6 separate regions of the Mus musculus genome follow, and all the other regions are linked to region 3. Evidence: chromatin contacts called from public Hi-C, HiChIP or PLAC-seq and promoter capture Hi-C data. All regions are on one chromosome and are shown on one strand. The core of a region is the stretch at or near the end of the contact, and the rest is flanking DNA. Distances in the headings are between cores, read along the strand shown.

Region 1 (2,700 bases), core at 28-2,527, 500 kb after region 3:
TTTAAAGATGAAGCTGTCAGCACCCAGAAACACCAAGCAACTCAAGCGAGGTCACACAGGAAAGGCGGAGCTTGAAGCCCACATCCCCCGAAGCCTGGTGCCCGGGAACTCCACTGGGTCAGTTGTAGCCCTCAGCCCTGGGCTCTAGGTCCCATCAAGATCCAGCCAGGTACCTTGTAGCTGCCCCCAAGGCCTCCATGGCTCTTGCCAGCTGCAGCCTGCTCAGGTGCTCCGTGCTGCTCCGCCATCTCTCTGGGGATACTTCTGCCTCAAACTGGAGGAGAACCAGGTCACCAGCTGCGGCCAGCAGGATCAGGGACTGGTGGGTTCCCACCCAAACAGCACTGAGGGCCAAGATCTATAATCAGTCAACAAACACCTCCTGGACACCTGCTTTGGGCCACGCATCTGGGCCAGTCAGTGGGACTGGGGAATCCCAGAGGCCCAGTAATGAAAGACCAGTTTACTGAGAACACAGGGAAGAAAGGACTTAAACTGGATGGCACTCTCCCCCCACCCCACACACACAACCAAATGCTCCCTGTAAAGGGCTGGGTATCTCTATGGGCTCTCTGCAGCCTCAGTGCCCAGGACTGGACCTCAGGACAGCCAGGGTGGACAGCAGACCACAGCAGGCAGGAAAAACAGACGGACTGAGCAGCCATTAAATGGGCCAGGTCTTTGGAAACCATCCCTGACCGTGAAGCTGACTATTGAGTGCTTACCGTGTTCTAGGCTCTCGCATAGTGGACCCTGGAAGTCTCTCTTAGCCTCAGGAGGCAGAGACCTAGGACACAGGTCTGCAGACATTTGCTCGCCAGCAAGGGTGTATGGGCGTGCACACACATGCACTGTCCTGCACAACACCTGTCCCCGACTGACCCGCTCCTCCCTCATGACACACTTGTGTGAGGTCCAGCAGCTTCTGCTCTGTATCTAACCTGCATCATTAGGACATGGGCCTTGGCCCACTTCATGGGGATGACCGGGTATTCCCTTTCTCAGAGCTGCCCACTCCTTGGTCCTCAGCCCACACAAACAATTGGGACCCAGCCTCGTGCTCAGACCCGCAGACAATACAGTTCACCAGCTCTGTCTGTGGCTGGGCCTAGTTGGCAGGCTTGGTTCCTGGAGGTCACCCTCCCTACCCTCGAGTGAGCCAGACAAGGGCCATGCACACCAGAGAGACCCGAGGTTGCACCTTCCTCAACAGTACACTCCCCCCTGCCTCACCCAGTCCAGTACAAACCTGCTTCCAGGACCAGTTGTCTCCAGACTGGCGTGCCTCCAAGGCTGGCCTATTTATGGGCATGTTCTGTTGGCCCAGCACATTACGGGATGCTGAGATAGCATCCTGTCCACCCGATCCTGTCCGGGCCATTTCATCCTAATGGTGTGTCCGGGAAGGCCCCCTAAGGCCAGTCACCTCTTGCACAAGTCTGATGACTTCCTGGGAACCGATGGCCTTTGCTGGCTTTGTGGGATGCTGGCCAGACTACACATGTCAATGATGAGACTGTGTTTGAAAGAGGCCACATCAGTTACTTGGGGGTCATAAAGCTGTTTGCTGTAGGCTCAAATCCTCAAGTCAGCCTACATCCCAATTTCGGATCCTTGGGGTGCCATTTTACAGATTCCACGACTGAGGCAAATCACTGAGTTCTTACGGTCAGAGCTACAAACTGAATTGAGTTTCAGTGTGTGAGTATGCATCGTGTATGTGGCTGAGTGAGCCTGGGTGCACACAGATGCCAGAAGAAGAGGCTGGTGCCCCCGCTTTACCCTGCTTTGCTGTATTCCCTTGAGACAGGGTCCCTCACTGAAAACGGAGCTAGATCCACAGCCAGCCCCAGCAATCTTCCTGTCTCCATCCCCAACCACTGACACAAAGTTTCTCTGTATAGCCCTGGCTGTCCTGGAACGCACTCTATAGACCAGGCTGACCTTGAACTCAGAAATCCACCTGCCTCTGCCTCCCAAGTGCTGGGATTAAAAGCGTGTGTCGTCACTGCCCAGTTCACCACTGGCTTTTCGTGGGGTGCTGGAGATTTGAACTCTGCTCCTTGTGCTTGCACGACCACTTAGCCATCGTCCCAGGCCCATAAACAAATGTACTGGTTAGCACTAAGTCACTGTGGCTAAAATGTCTGACAGAAACAAGGGTGGACAGTTTATTTTGGCTGGCAGTTTTAGACGACTGAAGCCAAGGTTGCTGGTTGCCACATATTTGTAGAGAGTGTCATGACATGGGGCGTGTAGTAGACAAAGTTCTTTGTTTTGAGGCAAGATACCGAAGCAAGGAGACGGACATGGGAAGGGGGCAGGGACAGGACGCTCTGGAGGACCAGACCCCAGCTGCTTCTTCCAGTCAGACCAGCTCCTAAAAGCTCCAGTTTCCAAAAATGGCACTTGCACTTCTGTCTGTCTGGAAGCCAGATGCTCTACGCATGAGATTGTGGGGGACATTCCGTGACAGTACAGGGTTTCTTCTTCCTGTAGCTCAGAGGCTGTATGCTGGCTTAGCACGAGGGAGGCCTGTGTTCCTCCACACAAATCAACCAGCCGCAGATCATCACTGACGGGGGCCAGAGGCAGGAGGATCAGGAATTCAAGAGTAGCCTCCATTGCAGGGTTGACGACAGCCTGAGCTGTCGCGATGAGAGGTCACGTGAGCACAGCACACATCACATGGCTGTCACT
Region 2 (2,700 bases), core at 167-2,666, 420 kb after region 3:
AGTTGCCCCTGTCATGGTGTTTTACTTCAGCAACAGCTAAGATACCAGTATGCCCTGGGGGCAAAAAATGATACAACAGTGAGGGACCTGATTTCTGGAGTAAAATAATTCAAAATAATAATAAAATAACACGAGCGGCAGACCCAGGGATCTAGATGACCAGGCAAATATACAGGCCATAACTGAAATGCAAATTAAGGGGGAAGTTTTTAATGTTAAAATACCACCAGCTGTAATTGTCTCAAATCTCAGCACTCAGGGGCTGAGGCAGGAGGATCTTGAGTTTAGAGTCAGCCTGGGCTACATAGGGAGACTTTGGCAGAGGAGGGGAGGGGGAGGAGAGTGATCCACGTGTGAGTTGATTGAACATCTGAAGCAATTTGAATCTGAAGAGAGTCACGAGCTCTCTCATAAATGGTTGCAGAAAGAGCTAGGGGTGAAGACAACATGTCTGCCTGGATGTGTTTCTTAATAACTCAAGGGAAATGGGAGGTGGAGGGAAATGAAAATAGCCAGGTAATGCTAGCAGACAGACAAGGCAAGAATAGGGGTGCCAGCTTTCATGTGAAACGAACCAACCTATGCAACGAATACTGATTGGAGTCCAGTGGGTTCCTTAAAATTTAATGGCAGCTGGGTGGAGAGACAGGAGCACCGCCCATCAGGGCTATGGAGACCCTGCTGAGTGTACAGGACAGTCAGCTCCATGGATAAAATGTCTCTGCTGCTAAAGCGGCAAAAGGGCTGGCAAGATGGCTCAGCCAGTAAAGGTGATTGCTGCCAAGTCTGACAACCTAAGTTCAATACCCAGGACCCACATGGTGAAAGTAGATCCAAGCTGTCCTCTGACTTCAGTGCACACCCACACACACACAACTAATTAATTGAAGGACCAGCCACCTGATCTCCCCAGGCCATGGGAAGAGAGGGAAGTCGAAGTGCCTGTTGGAGAAGATTTAATGGCTGATCTAACTGTGTTGCTTCTACAGATAAAATCCACTAAGTTCCGCCTGAGGTCTGGCTGTTTTGTTATGGTGCATAAATATTTTACCCAGTAGGCATCACATTCCCATAAAAGTCTAGTTGCACAGGAAGCAGGTGGGGGAGACCAGGCCAGCTGGTGCATGCATGCAAGTGCTTTGCAAGCCACTCACACCCAGACTGCAGAGGCCACCATTCATCAGAGCTACAAGCAAACTGCGGGCCAGCTTCTTTTTAAAAAAAAAAAAAAAGAAAGAAAAGAAAAGACTCACTTCAAACTTTAAGCCCTTCAAAACGAAACCGCAGGATTTTGGCATTTTGTTTTTCAATGTACAGTTGCTAAAGATTTTCCACAAACAACTCATTAGGCATACAACCCAGAAGGAAATACCCAAAGTCACCATGGAAACTTGGTTCCACTGTTTAAAGCCACCAGACCACACAGGCTGCTCAATGTCTCACCATGAAGATGAGGGCCAGCTCTTCCCTGTTCTCCTCCATCCTCCTGCTCCTCCCTGGTCTCCTGCACCCCCCAGCTCCTCCCTGGTCTCCGGCATCCCCCTGCCCCTCCCTGATTTCCTGCTTCCTCCTGCTACACCCTGGTCTCCTGCATCCCCCAGCTCCTCCCTGATCTCCTCCATCCCCAGCTCCTCCCTGGTCTCCTCCATCCCCAGCTCCTCCCTGGTCTCCTCCATCTCCAGCTCCTTAGCACTGGATCTTACCTATAAATTCCACAGCCTTGAACAATCCAGCAGCCACAAGCCATTTGTTCTTGAGAACATACCAGCAAAATGACTTCAAAGCTCCTCGTGGTACTCCAACAAGATCTGAACAGTCAATACCAAGTCGTGTGTGTGTGTGTGTGTGTGTGTGTGTGTGTGTGTGTGCATGTGTGTGTGTGTGCATGCGTGTGTGTGTGTGTGTGTGTGTGTGTGATGCAAACATATGCCCACACACTCGTGTATTCAAGCATGTGAATGTAAGAGTCTATGGATTTCTTCGTCTATTTCTTCCTCTATTTCATGCCACCTTTGCATTTATGATTGATTGATTGATTGACTGACTGATTGATTGCAACAGGGCCTCACCATGTGGCCCTGGCTGGCCCGGAACTCAGAGAGATCCACCAGACTCTGTTTCCCAAGCACTAAAGGATGTATACCACCATACTCACAGCCCACACACTCCACCTCTTCTCAAACAGAGGCTCTCCCTGAGCTTGGAGCTCGAAAATTCCTTGAGACTAGCTGGCCATCCATCCAAAGGTGTCCTCCTGCCTCGACCCCCTGCCCCAGGATGACAGACAGGAACCATTGGGCATGTGAGTGTTGAAAATTCTGGATCTCCTGGTTGTACTGCCAGCTCATGAAAGCCAAGCCGTCTCCCCAGCCCCCTCCTCCCAAACATACTTGCATTTCACTAGAAATTTAAAAAAAAAGAAAAGAAAAGTCTCCACATATGGTTAACCCCAAACAGACTGCATCTGAAAGGTTAACAGCACCTGAGGCCATCTGTCCATCACATGTCGATCAGAACCACGGCTTTAAACTGGGTTCAAGAGTCGGTTTTATCCATGCAGCACCCAACTCATGAGCTGCTCTATCGCTGGCTACTAGGACACATCTCAGAGGAAGAATCTAAGCCTGGGTCTGTCTTATCTGGAAGACTCCAGGGCCATGGCTCATTAGAAGACACTTTTCTAAAGAGGTCCCAAGTCCT
Region 3 (2,700 bases), core at 134-2,633:
GGCTCCAAGCTTTGTTTTGTAAGTTACCACGGGAGGAAACAAGAGTCACACCTTGCCAAGAGAATGAGAGGTTAAGTGATCCAACCCCAATAGCTGACACCGTGGGCTCTCCTGGTGTCTTTAGCTCTGGTGGCTGGGGGTGGGATCAGCTTTGGGTGAGTTATTTGCCTCCCTCTTCTCTTCACCTCAGCATCTCACTGTAACTTCCTGGGACCCTAGCAGGGTGGAGCAAAGGTGTGACTCCAGGCAGGTGAAGGAACCGACAATCTCGACAATCTCCATAAACTCAGACCCCCTTCCCTTCCTAAGCAGCAAGCACGTGGGTTTCACCAGCACCCTCTCTTCACTCCTAATATCGATGAAGCTGTAGAGGGATAAAGGGGGCCAAGCCCCTGGGGTTCTAATATCTCTCTTCTCACCAAGTTCTGGGAGCCTTGAGCTCTCCTCCATCCGAAGAAGCCACACCCAAGTCCAATTTCCTGACACCTGGCTGGGACCTATCCAGGAGACAGCCCCTCCGGATAGTCCGAGACAGCGTGGGATGGTGGGATGGGAGGGAGTCTGGTTCTGGAGACAGGCAGTCAGCTGTCCGCTTCCTATACCTATCCTCTTCCACAGAGCCTGGCAGAATAACCTGGCAGCCAGCCCCGGGTGCAGTTGCAGAGAGCTTCCAGAATCTGAAGGTTTGGAGAGGACCCCACTCCCAAGAGCTTCTCCCGGAAGCGTCTCCAGACTGCAAACGGGAGCCCAGAGACCGACGAAGGACCCGCAGCCTAAGGCGAGAGTCCTTCAGATGCGTCCCCGCCTCCGCGCTCCGGCAGGGACGAGGTGCCCAGCCCGGTATCCGGGCGGTCCCGCGGGTGGCGCGTGTGTTCCCAGACCAGTCGAGACCCCCGACTGCTCGGGTCAGCCGCAACAACTTTACCCTCTTTGGGCCGGGGCCCTCGGGGTGCTTACCTTCCGCCTGAGCTGCCGCGGGGCTCCCCAGAAGGAAGGCGACAAGGAACAGAGAGATCCTGTCGGGTCCCGCGGCTTGTGGCCGTGCCACGGGCATCGTAGCTACGGAGCTGGGGTCGGCGCAGAGAGATCCGTGTGGTCGGTCCAGGCAGAGGGATCCGTGCGGTGGAGTCCGGGCAGAAGGATTCGAGCAGCCGGAATCAGGCAGTGCTATCCAGGGAGAGAGAGAGAGATGGACAGAAGGCTCCAAGCAGCCGGATCCCAGACCGAGGTCCAGACAGACAGAGGGATTGGTGCAGCGGGGTTCAGGCAATGGGATCCAGGCAGAGGGATCTGGGCAGTAGGATCAGGGCAGCGGCTCCTGGCGGACGCGCAGCTCGCCGTGGCTCTGGCCGAGCTGCACCGGGCGCGGGCGACGGACGAGTGAGGAGGAGCCGCGGGCGGCGAGCGAGCGGAGGGCGGGGGCTGGTGCCCGAGCGAGAGAGGGAGCAGGAGAGAGAGAGAGAGCGAACCAGCGAGCGAGCGAGGGAAGTGAGCGCGAGGAGGCGGCCGAGGGCCGTTCCGGGGGCAGCCTGGCCCTTAGGCCCTGAGAAGTTAGTGATATCGCCCGGTCCCGGGTGGGCTCAGGGTCCCTACTCTTTTTGCGGATGCTGGGACGGTCAGACGAGGCGGAAGAGCGCCCGATGTGTCCTTGCGAACCCAGTCGGCGAACAGCCTGACCTGTATCCCCACTATACAGCCCTCTCTGGCCCCTGAGGTCCCCACCCGCATCCACCTTTCCCTCCCCTATCCGCCAAATGCATTGGTGCTTCCACAGAGAGTCCCAGTGACCTAGGAAGCCACACCGACTGCATCCAGGGACATTGTTGGACCAATGCACAGGACCACAGGATCCTCTGTCTGATACCAAGTGGTTCTTCACCCTGGAAACGCCCAGCCACAGACTCCTGGGTCCATGTTATGATTTCAGCTACATTAGCACTCTCAACAGCGCTCTGCAGATCCGCCAGGCTTCCAGAGCCGAAGCCCCGTTTCCCTCCCCCGCCAGTGGAAGCTTTGGTTCCAGGCCCATCCTCTGGCGGCCTCTGTCCAGTTGAGATTCTCTAGCAGCGTGTCTTTCTTCCACAAACAGAGGAGACGGGGCGCAGTGGGTGAGGAAGACAAGAAGCCACTTATAGCCAGGCATTGGCCAAGGGCCAACTGGAAGATACCTCACACCAAGGGAGACAGCTCTCCTTGTTCTGCTGAGTCTCACAGCCCCAGCTGGCTTCCCAGGCCCCTCACCCCAAGTTAGAAGCCCTCCCCTCCCCCACTCCACCTTGCCACTCCGCTCAAGCAGGGAGCAGATGGAAAGAAGGTTGTAGCAATTGGGGGTGGGGGGGGGGATGTCTTTAGCAGAGTGGAGAGACTGGGAATCTCTGAAAACAACGTAGGGGAGGGGAGCATTGGAGGTGGGAGGAGCGAAGGAGGACTATTCTGGTCCTGGTTCCAAATGCCCCTGTCACTCATTTACTCTTGGGATGCTCTTTGCTTGAAGCTCAGATTATCAGGTGATGGAGAGACCCCCAGTTCATATCAGGTCTCAGGAAGTGGGGATTTGAGAAGGACATGCAGAAGACCTGGGTCCTCCTCTAGAGGGCTAGCAGCAGGCCATCCAGTAACCCCTGAGGAATAGAAGCATAAAGCAGGAATACAGAAACATGGAGGAGAGACACAAGTGCCGGCTTCCTCCTTGGAGATGAG
Region 4 (2,700 bases), core at 69-2,568, 360 kb after region 3:
CACAGGAGACAGCCTTCTCTTGTTCCTGGCAACACCCTGCTTGGAATCAGTACACTTCACACTCGGACGCTCTCTTTTGTATAGATCCTCAGAAATGTCATTGCGTTGAGGTCCGGAGAGAAGGATGCCAAGCCACACTGCCAGTCTGTCTGTCTGTTGCCCTGCCGTCTCAACCCCATGGTGTTTCTCACAGGGTGAGGGACTTCTGAGGACCTTGAACTTAAATGTATGCTCGTGGCTGTGAGTGCAAAGCCTTGACCTCTGACACGGTGCAAAAGTCATCCCAAAATCCTGCTGAAATGTATCAGTCATGTGAGAAGGTGGGGTCTTTCAAAGTCCAGGTCAGGAGGGGGCTGCAGCCCCAGGAAGGGATTGAGTTAGAGAGGTGAATCTGGCTTCCAGGACTGTCCTCGCTCCCCTCTCCTGCTGTCTCACACGGTACCCTGGCCAGAGTCTTTAATGGTGGTATAGAAGGTCCCTCAGGTTGCTGGCTAAATGCTCTTTCAGGAGCACAAGCCCAAATAAATCCTGTCTGCTATAATTCTGTTATGATTCTGTTTCGATTGCACAAAACAGTCAGAGTCAGAGAAAGCCTCAGGTCCTTCCTATGCCAACCCTCCCGCCCATCCCTAGATCCACAGGTCTCTTTAACAAGTTCAGCAGGAACACATCTGAGCCAGCAAGCATCATGGGAAGCTGGGTCTCCAGCTCTTCACCCTTGCGCTGCCTCATGGGTAACACTTGAGTGTTCTCATCCAGCTCCCCGCACATGTGCTGCCAATACGGTCTTGATTACTCTTTGTGAACCAAGTCTGGGATTTGGCTTTCTATTTCTAAAAATGTTAAAGGGGGTGGGGGGCTACCCTCAGATAGTAACATCTCTATTTTGAGAAGGAGTGGCACTCGCAGACCACAGATGGCAGCCGTTCCCTGATACAGGCTCTGTAAATAGGTGTCCTGCACCAGGCTGTCATCAACCCCGAGTGCAGGACACACTCCCCAGCACCAGGCGGCTTCTGACCACAGTGGAGAAACTCGGGAGAGAGTCCAGACCCCAGCACAAGTACAGAGCTCTTAATTAGATACCGTAGCACTGAGCACACACCACCTACACCTGCCAGGAGGCCCACACACTCCTACCACAGATGCTTCAAACCCACAGGGTTGACACTGAGCCCAAACCAATATGACATTATGATTAAACACTCCCACAATTTAATTTCAGAAGGCAAGAGAGACTGTGTGTCATATCAAATATGCCTTTGGGAGTTTAAGCCAATAACAGTGAAACAGCTACAAATGGTCCCATCTCCCCTATGGAAGAAAGTCAGTAATTCCAGGGGCACTTAACCCCGCCCCCAGGCCACAGCCCAGCCAGATGGAAGACACATGCGGGGGAGGAGCCTTCCCCAGAGGGAGAGTTCTTGGTTCCCACAATTCTGCTGGGGACAGGGACTCTCCTGTGCACTTGGGTACTTGAGTAGTGCCCATGCATCCAAGCTATGACAACCAAAACTGTCCCCAAGGAGTGCAGAGCATCCCTGGAGATTGGAGCCGAGGGTTGCTGGTTGTCTGGCTATGGCTGCCCTAAGATGGGCTAGGAAAGGAACAGGCTGCCCCAGGTGAGCAGGATCCCACCAGGCCAAGCTCTGTGTACTCAGTGTCCTGCCCCAGACATTGTCTCTCCTCAGAGCCGATGAAGGGCAGCTTCGGAGCCTCTTGTGCAAGATGCAGAACAGTGCCGAGCCTCCCTGAGTGCAGATTCGTGGGTGGCGTTTCCTGTCATTTACAGCTGGGGTAAGGAAGGCCCCCAGCCTAGTTGCTCCTCCTTTAAGATGTCTTTATTTGTGTGTGTACTGTATGTGCAAGTGTGCTTTATGTTCACATGCACTGTATGTGCACATGTACTGTATGTGCATGTATGCTTCATGTATATGTGTAAGTTATGTGCATGTATACTTTATGTTCGCTTGCATGCATCTATGCACCATGTGCCCACAGGGCCAGCTGTGGCCAGAGAAATGAGCCAGAGTCCCTGGAACTGCAGTGACAGGTGGCCATGGGCGGATAGGTGGGTGCTGGGAATCAAACCGGAGTCCTCTGTCAGAACAGTGACTGCCCCTCACCCTGAGCCATCTCTCCAGCCTCAGGTCCTCCTTCTGCAAACACACCATACAGCCATGCACAGGAAAGGTCCCTGTGAGCATTGGTTCAGCCTGAAGCATGCCCCTCCGAGAGCAAAACCCCATCCTGTGCCTGGAATGGATGTCCCTGCACTGTCTGCACAGACTCTATAATGCTGTTGTGTCCCTCCAACCCTCTGCCACTGAGGCTCAGGCGCATGGTGCCTTTCTGTGGGCCTCTTGCTTCTGTCTCTGTCCCTCTGACACTATATACGGTGTCTCGGAGTTTTAATGCTGTGGACAGACACCATGACCAAGGCAAGTCTTATAAGGGACAATATTTAATTGGGGCTGGCTTACATGATCAGAGGTTCAGTCCATTATCATCAAGGTGGGAGCATGGCAGCATCCAGGCAGGCATGGTACAGGAGGAGCTCAGAGTTCTACACCTCCATCTGAAGTTGCTAGCAAAATACTCACTTCCAGCCAGCTAGAATGAGGGTCTGAGGGTCTTAAGCCCACACCCACAGTGACACACCTACTCAAACAAGGCCATACCTACTCCAACAAGGTCACA
Region 5 (2,700 bases), core at 177-2,676, 440 kb after region 3:
AAGCTTGCTTGGTTGTGACTTGGGGAGCCCTGGGTCTGGTCCCTCCCACTTACTGAAGATTTCAATCAAGTCCTGTTTTCAGTGAGTCTCAGACAGGCTGAACTCCAGGAAGGCAAGCACTGTCCAGTCCACCCAAGTGTCCCCTTGTGCCTGCTCCACTCCGCAAGGAGCAACACACCCCCCAAAAAAAACAGCGAAGGGCCAAGGCTTGCAAGGGAAGGCAAGCCAAAAATACCCAGCCAGCGCAGCTGTGTGTACAGTGTGACTCTTCCTAGCAAACACGGCACGGGGATTTGATGTTTCCTGGATCACGGGGCTCACAAACACGATCGGGAAAAAAAATAATAATCTGACCATTGTTCGGTATTGAAAGGTTCTCTGAGGGCTATGCATACTGCTAAGGAGACAGACGGTTTACCTGGCGTGTGTGAAGCCCTGGGTCCCATCTCCAGGACCTCAAAAAATTAGACGAGTAAATGTGTATATTTTCTCTCACATGAAGGTAGGTAACACTGCCGCCACATGGGCGTGTCACGCTTGACCATTTGAAAGGGGATGCAGCTTTGGTTTAGAGCCTTACAGAATTGCATGGTTCAGGGGTGGCTGTAAAGTCCGAGCCAATTTTTTCATCAACTCAAGGAAGCCACACCAGCTAAGCAACTGGCAGTGGGGTCAATTAAGAAGTGACACACAGCCCCACTCTGGAACACCGCCTAGAACTCCCCGGGACAAGTACAGCTCTAAGAGGCCATCACACCTCAGAAAAATCAATAATAAATCAGTCGTGATATTAAGAGCAACTTGGCAGCGAGCGGCCAGCCGGAGCCGGTGCAGCGGGAACCTCCAGTCTTGCAAGACCAGGCTAGGCTCAAGTGGCTCTCCTGTCATCCTTCCCAGAAAGGGCAGGCCGCCAGGGGTCCAAGTTGAGGAAAGTGGCTCAGGTAATGGCGCTGGTGACAGAACTGAGAACTCAAGGTCTACTTACTACTGCAAGGGGCCAGAGGACAGGGGCAGGGGGGCTGAGAGACAGACAGCCCTGCAACCAGCCTGGGACAGCGGGACGGAGGGGACTGGCGGGCGGACCAGAAAAGGAGGGAGAGGACCAGAGGGGACAAGAGGGGACTGGAGGGAACTGGCGGGGGAGGGGGGGGAGGGGGAAGGTGAGGGAGAGGACCAGGAGGGATCCGGAAGGGACCTGAGAGGGAGGGAAAGAACCGAAGGAGACTGGATAGGGCGGAGAGGGCCAGAGCAGTACCTGGGCTCCGGCAGGACGACCTTCTTGCTGGCGCGCGCGGCCGGCGCCGTCTTGCTCTTCTCCATGGCCATCAGGTAGCTGACGTCGGCCAGCACGGCCTCCAGGTCCGCCATGGCGGCTCCGCAGCTCCCGCCGCCCCGACGGGGCCACGGCGCGCCCGACGCGCGACCCCGACGCGGACCCCGACGCACCGCCCCTTCCGCGGCTCCGCGCCCCAGCCCGGCGCGCCCCCAACCGTCCGCGGCCACGCGCTCCTGACCCAGCCTCTCAGGCACCAGGGACTTCCTCTCCCTCCTCCTCTCCCTCTCCCTCCTCCTCTCTTCTCTCTCCTCTCCTCCTTTTCCTCTCTTTCTCACCCTTAGCTCTCTAAGCACAGTCCAGATGCCCAGTACTGAGTGGACACTCCAGGAGGTCTCCAATAGCACACTGTCCTGGAGAGGACGCTTCAAGAGGTATCCTGGAGTAGTCCCACCTGCTCTTTCGAATGATTGCCAAATAGAGGTCAGAGCTACAGCAGGGGGTGTCTCCAGCCATTAGCCCCACCCTAGACCTCCCTCTGAGAACCAAGCCAAGAGACACCAGCATAGAAGAGAAAGTTGCTTGGCTCCCGCCATGCAGGGTGAAGTGGGGTGAGAGTCCTGCCCTGGAGCAGCGCTGTCCCAGGGGACCCAGTTGATGGAAGCACTCTAGGTTCAAGGTCATAACTGGCTTGCATTCAGGTGAAAGGCCTCAGGGTGTGTGTCCAGTTGGGGGGCGGGGGGGTTAAGGTATCCTAGCTTCTGCAGGCTCTCTACCAACTCAAGAACCACAAGAGGAAGTGCCCCTATGAGAGTGCAGAGCCTCCTGGGTTTTCAGGGAAGTGGAAGGGCTGAGACTTGATTCTGGGCAGTAGGGAATTCCCAACCCTGCCTAGGTCACTATTTCATTTCTCTGCAGCTGGGCACAGGGGTCCACATTCAAAATCCATGTGGTACCTGTTAAGGGATCAGGAAATCTGCAGACATCATAAGCTTGCAGGGCCTTTATCCAAATTGCCATACATCACTGTGAACCCGGGATTGGCCAGGGTTAGAGTGAACTGTTGGGGGTTTACAGTCACGTTTTTTGATTAGTTCTCCTGCTTTTGTTTTCTGTCTATTCTGTTTCCCAAAGGACTAGTTTTACCAGAAGTTTCTCAATCCCCAAGGCACAGTATTTAGAGGGACTAGAAAAGGTATAGGTGGGAAGGGGTGGGAACATCCTGAAGGAGTTGGGTCTGCCACAGACAGCCCACATCACCGCTATAGTGCCCACTGTATAATGGGGCAGAGACAGGGAGAGCCAAGCCTTCAGTTGAATTTGCCAGTTCCATTCACTTTTTCACCCAAATATGGGAGCATAGATGCCTTGTCTACCCAGTGAGGAGAGAGGGGTAAGTTCCCCCCAAAACACATTGCTCCTTCATG
Region 6 (2,700 bases), core at 85-2,584, 460 kb after region 3:
CACGCTCCCTTTCTTGTACCAGGTTCCATTCCTCCTCTGGTAGGCAATCCAGGTTCCCCTGCCTAAGGAATGGTGCTGCCCATAGTGGGTGGGGTCTTCCTACATCGGTGAAGACACTCCCCGTGGACATGCCAACAGGCTACCCAGTGTAGACTTCTCCCATATGATTTTAAGTAGAATCAAGTTGCTACAGAACATCCTTAAGCCAAATCTAAAGTCCAAAATGTCCTGAACTTGGAAGCTGCCCATCACCAATTCATAGGTATCTCAGGGCTAATAATTTGGAGTCCTTTGAGCAAGTACACAGGAGTGGTATAGCTGGGTCTCGGAGTAGTTCTGTTCTCAGCCTTTTGAGAAACCTTTGTACTGGTTTGCATGGTGTCTGCAGTCAGTCATTCACATTTGTCAGCAGAATCTATGGGTTTCCTTCTCTCTGTTTCCTCTCCAACATTTGCTCTCTTTTGTTTTTCTGATGACAGCCAGTCTGGCTGGGGCTAGAAGGAATCTCAATGTGTTCTTAATTTGCATTTCCCTGATGGCTAGTGGTGTTGAACATTTTCATGCAATTGCTGGCAGTTCCGAGTGGATCAAAGACCTCAGCTTCAGACCTAGAACTCTAAAACTGTCAGAGAGGGGGGGAAAAAACCACAGAAACCACTTCAAGATATACAGACGCAGCCAGGGTCTTTCTGCAAAAGACTCAGACAGGAAAGAGACAAGAGCCAATGAGTGGGCATTGTAAGACTACAAAGTTTCCATCCAGCAAAGAAACAGCTGAGTGAGAGGCAGCCCACAAGACAGGCGGAGAAAAACAACGTTGCCACCTACAACCTAGAATATACAAATAAATCAGAAGGGTAACTGCCAAGAAATCAAACTACTCGCCTGGCAAACTGGATACTGAAATGGACAGATGGGCCTGAGGAGCTGAGGGGCACCGGGGTGCTGATCCATCCCGTGGTCTGGTGTGGAAATGACCCTGTGTGGCATCACACGTGTGCCAGAAAAGCTTCCAAGTTCAGAACATTTTGGACTTTAGATTTGGCTTAAGGATGTTCTGTGGCTCACATGCCACCATAGACAGACAGTCCCTAAGAGAGGTGTCATGGCTACAAACAGCAAGCACTGCCCTCTCCTCCCCACCCCCATCCTCCTGCTCCACACTGGCTCTCCCTATCTCTGTCCCCTGGGCAAGCAGCCACCCAGAAGCCTCTTTACCTTGCTTGAGTCCTCACTTCCTGGATAAATACAGCTGATGTCTGACACTCCTTCAGCACTTAAATGCCGTCAGCATACAGTATTACCCAATAAATAAATATTTGCGAGTGTAAAATAAATCTTCTGGGGCCTTGTGCTACCCACTCTTCCTGGATACTTTACTTTCATTTTCAGTGGGCTGTGAGGTAGATGCTAGTTTTCATTTGTACTTTACAGATCAGGACTCAGGCTCAGAGACAGAAGGAAAGAAACTTGCCCAAGGTCCCTCTGCTGGGACAGGAGCACAGACATGCCTGATCTATGCTCAGGTCACGGTCACGGTGTTGTGCTTGGATTACTCCTGGTACCCTCCCCATCACCACTCATTCAGAGATTTTATTTCTGTTTCCAGTTATGTGCAGTATACGTGGACTTGTGCGCATATGTGAAGTAAACTCAGAAGCCAGAAGAGGGCTTGGGAGCCCCTAGAGCCAGAGTTGCAGGTGACTGTGAGCCGGCTCGATGTGGGTGCTGGGGACTGAGCTCAGGTCCTCTGGAAGAGCAGCGAGTGCTCTTAGCTGCACCCCAGCATTGGCCTGGCACATACAAAACCACAGCTTGCATACCCAGAATTGGATCTGCTTTTCTGAAGAAAGGTTGCACACAGCTTCTAGCAAATTTTCAAGAGACCATGGACCACCCAAAAAGCACGAAGAGCCACACACCGACTTATAAAGAAAAAATCCAAGTATGTCTGTTCACGGGTGTGAGTGTGGGCGTGTCACAGCATGTGTGTAAGGTCAGAGGATGACTGGGGGGGCGGGCCTCTTCTTCCACTTTAAGGGGTCAGGCCTCTCCTTCCACTATGGTTCAAACAGGATCCCTGCCAGGCTAACTGGCTCTCCTCCCTCCCCTCCCATCTCCACATAGGAGCACTGGGATTACCACCTCCTGCCACATGGGTTCTGGAAACTTTAACTCCTCATGTTTTAGGACCAGGGCTTTACCCAATGAGCTAACCCTTTGCTGCTGCCACGTGATGGCTTTAATGTCCTCCATGTTCAGGATCCACAACTTGAGCTGAAAGGGTTTTCCCCTCCCCCCTCCCATCCCCTCCCTCTCCCCTGCCTCTTCCCCTCCTCCTCCTCCCTCCCCCTCCCCCTTCTCTCCCTTCCTCCCCCTCAGGAGGCAAATGTTAACTTCAAATTTAAAATTTAGAATCCAAATTGAATAGCCACAGGTGCTCTGAAAATAAGCCCCAGGGATGGATGGCCTTAGCATCTGCCCTCAAAAAAATTCAAGATAGATACGGGAAAAAAAATCAGAAATGAGCATGAGTGACTTTGATTGCTTTCTCCTTCTGTGTCTTAGAGGAAAGCCTTGGACTTGCTTTGTAACCTGGTGATCTTGAACCTTGACCCCTGTGCCTCAGCTTCTCAGTGTTTTCCTGTACCAGCTATATTATAATAAATATATAATAAAAATATCTCTTACCTTCTAAGA

The links. Promoter capture Hi-C pulls out the DNA fragments that hold promoters and counts their contacts. A called contact is a pair of places that touch in the nucleus more often than the background predicts. HiChIP or PLAC-seq counts read pairs in DNA pulled down with a chosen protein or histone mark.
Region 1: a promoter capture Hi-C map of hippocampal neurons shows a contact between it and region 3, with 8 times the contacts expected there. The contact joins the promoter of Crybb3 here to the promoter of Sez6l in region 3. A contact is called at or near these places in 16 of 39 promoter capture datasets (3T3-L1-derived adipocytes, the SN4741 cell line, cranial neural crest and 9 more), 1 of 15 datasets of contacts at CTCF or cohesin (embryonic stem cells), 2 of 484 Hi-C or Micro-C datasets (cerebellum and embryonic stem cells), 12 of 115 datasets of contacts at active chromatin or transcription factors (VIP interneurons, embryonic basal ganglia, embryonic forebrain and 6 more) and 2 of 9 other capture datasets (embryonic stem cells and macrophages).
Region 2: a promoter capture Hi-C map of hippocampal neurons shows a contact between it and region 3, with 2.3 times the contacts expected there. The contact joins the enhancer-like site here to the promoter of Sez6l in region 3. A contact is called at or near these places in 5 of 39 promoter capture datasets (the SN4741 cell line, cranial neural crest, embryonic stem cells and 2 more) and 5 of 115 datasets of contacts at active chromatin or transcription factors (embryonic basal ganglia, embryonic hindbrain, embryonic midbrain and 2 more).
Region 4: a contact with region 3 is called in a Hi-C map of cortical neurons, with 2.0 times the contacts expected there. The contact joins the enhancer-like site here to the promoter of Sez6l in region 3. A contact is called at or near these places in 3 of 39 promoter capture datasets (the 3T3-L1 cell line, hippocampal neurons and stem cell-derived epiblast-like cells), 2 of 484 Hi-C or Micro-C datasets (both in cortical neurons), 2 of 115 datasets of contacts at active chromatin or transcription factors (embryonic forebrain and forebrain) and 2 of 9 other capture datasets (adipose tissue and pancreatic islet).
Region 5: an H3K4me3 HiChIP or PLAC-seq map of forebrain shows a contact between it and region 3, with 4 times the contacts expected there. The contact joins the promoter of Grk3 here to the promoter of Sez6l in region 3. A contact is called at or near these places in 5 of 39 promoter capture datasets (cranial neural crest, embryonic stem cells and hippocampal neurons), 1 of 15 datasets of contacts at CTCF or cohesin (the NIH/3T3 cell line), 1 of 484 Hi-C or Micro-C datasets (cortical neurons), 6 of 115 datasets of contacts at active chromatin or transcription factors (embryonic basal ganglia, embryonic forebrain, embryonic hindbrain and 3 more) and 1 of 9 other capture datasets (adipose tissue).
Region 6: an H3K4me3 HiChIP or PLAC-seq map of forebrain shows a contact between it and region 3, with 6 times the contacts expected there. The contact joins the enhancer-like site here to the promoter of Sez6l in region 3. A contact is called at or near these places in 10 of 39 promoter capture datasets (3T3-L1-derived adipocytes, the SN4741 cell line, cranial neural crest and 6 more), 2 of 484 Hi-C or Micro-C datasets (the N1E-115 cell line and forebrain) and 8 of 115 datasets of contacts at active chromatin or transcription factors (SST interneurons, embryonic basal ganglia, embryonic forebrain and 5 more).

The regions. Positions count from the first base shown.
Region 1 is chr5:113,080,307-113,083,006 of GRCm38.p6, forward strand. It overlaps Crybb3 (crystallin, beta B3), which reads right to left and starts at 1,278. Exons shown (of 6, transcript NM_021352.3): 1 at 1,250-1,278; 2 at 174-344. The coding sequence starts at 248.
Region 2 is chr5:112,996,530-112,999,229 of GRCm38.p6, forward strand. The region is part of intron 1 of Grk3 (G protein-coupled receptor kinase 3); the gene reads right to left. Among named protein-coding and RNA genes, the nearest start is that of Grk3, 18 kb to the right of the region's middle. Within about 2 kb of position 1,417, at least 16 of the 459 cell types and tissues checked have an H3K27ac peak or open chromatin away from gene starts, as enhancers often do. A contact at or near this core is called in hippocampal neurons, where this site is marked.
Region 3 is chr5:112,575,815-112,578,514 of GRCm38.p6, forward strand. It overlaps Sez6l (seizure related 6 homolog like), which reads right to left and starts at 1,384. Exons shown (of 17, transcript NM_001253916.1): 1 at 958-1,384. The coding sequence starts at 1,054.
Region 4 is chr5:112,932,328-112,935,027 of GRCm38.p6, forward strand. The region is part of intron 13 of Grk3 (G protein-coupled receptor kinase 3); the gene reads right to left. Among named protein-coding and RNA genes, the nearest start is that of Myo18b, 37 kb to the left of the region's middle. Within about 2 kb of position 1,319, at least 21 of the 459 cell types and tissues checked have an H3K27ac peak or open chromatin away from gene starts, as enhancers often do. A contact at or near this core is called in cortical neurons, where this site is marked.
Region 5 is chr5:113,014,112-113,016,811 of GRCm38.p6, forward strand. Grk3 (G protein-coupled receptor kinase 3) reads right to left here and starts at 1,427. Exons shown (of 21, transcript NM_177078.4): 1 at 1,256-1,427. The coding sequence starts at 1,368.
Region 6 is chr5:113,034,642-113,037,341 of GRCm38.p6, forward strand. No RefSeq gene overlaps it. Among named protein-coding and RNA genes, the nearest start is that of Gm22740, 8.2 kb to the right of the region's middle. Within about 2 kb of position 1,335, at least 86 of the 459 cell types and tissues checked have an H3K27ac peak or open chromatin away from gene starts, as enhancers often do. A contact at or near this core is called in the N1E-115 cell line, forebrain and neural progenitor cells, where this site is marked.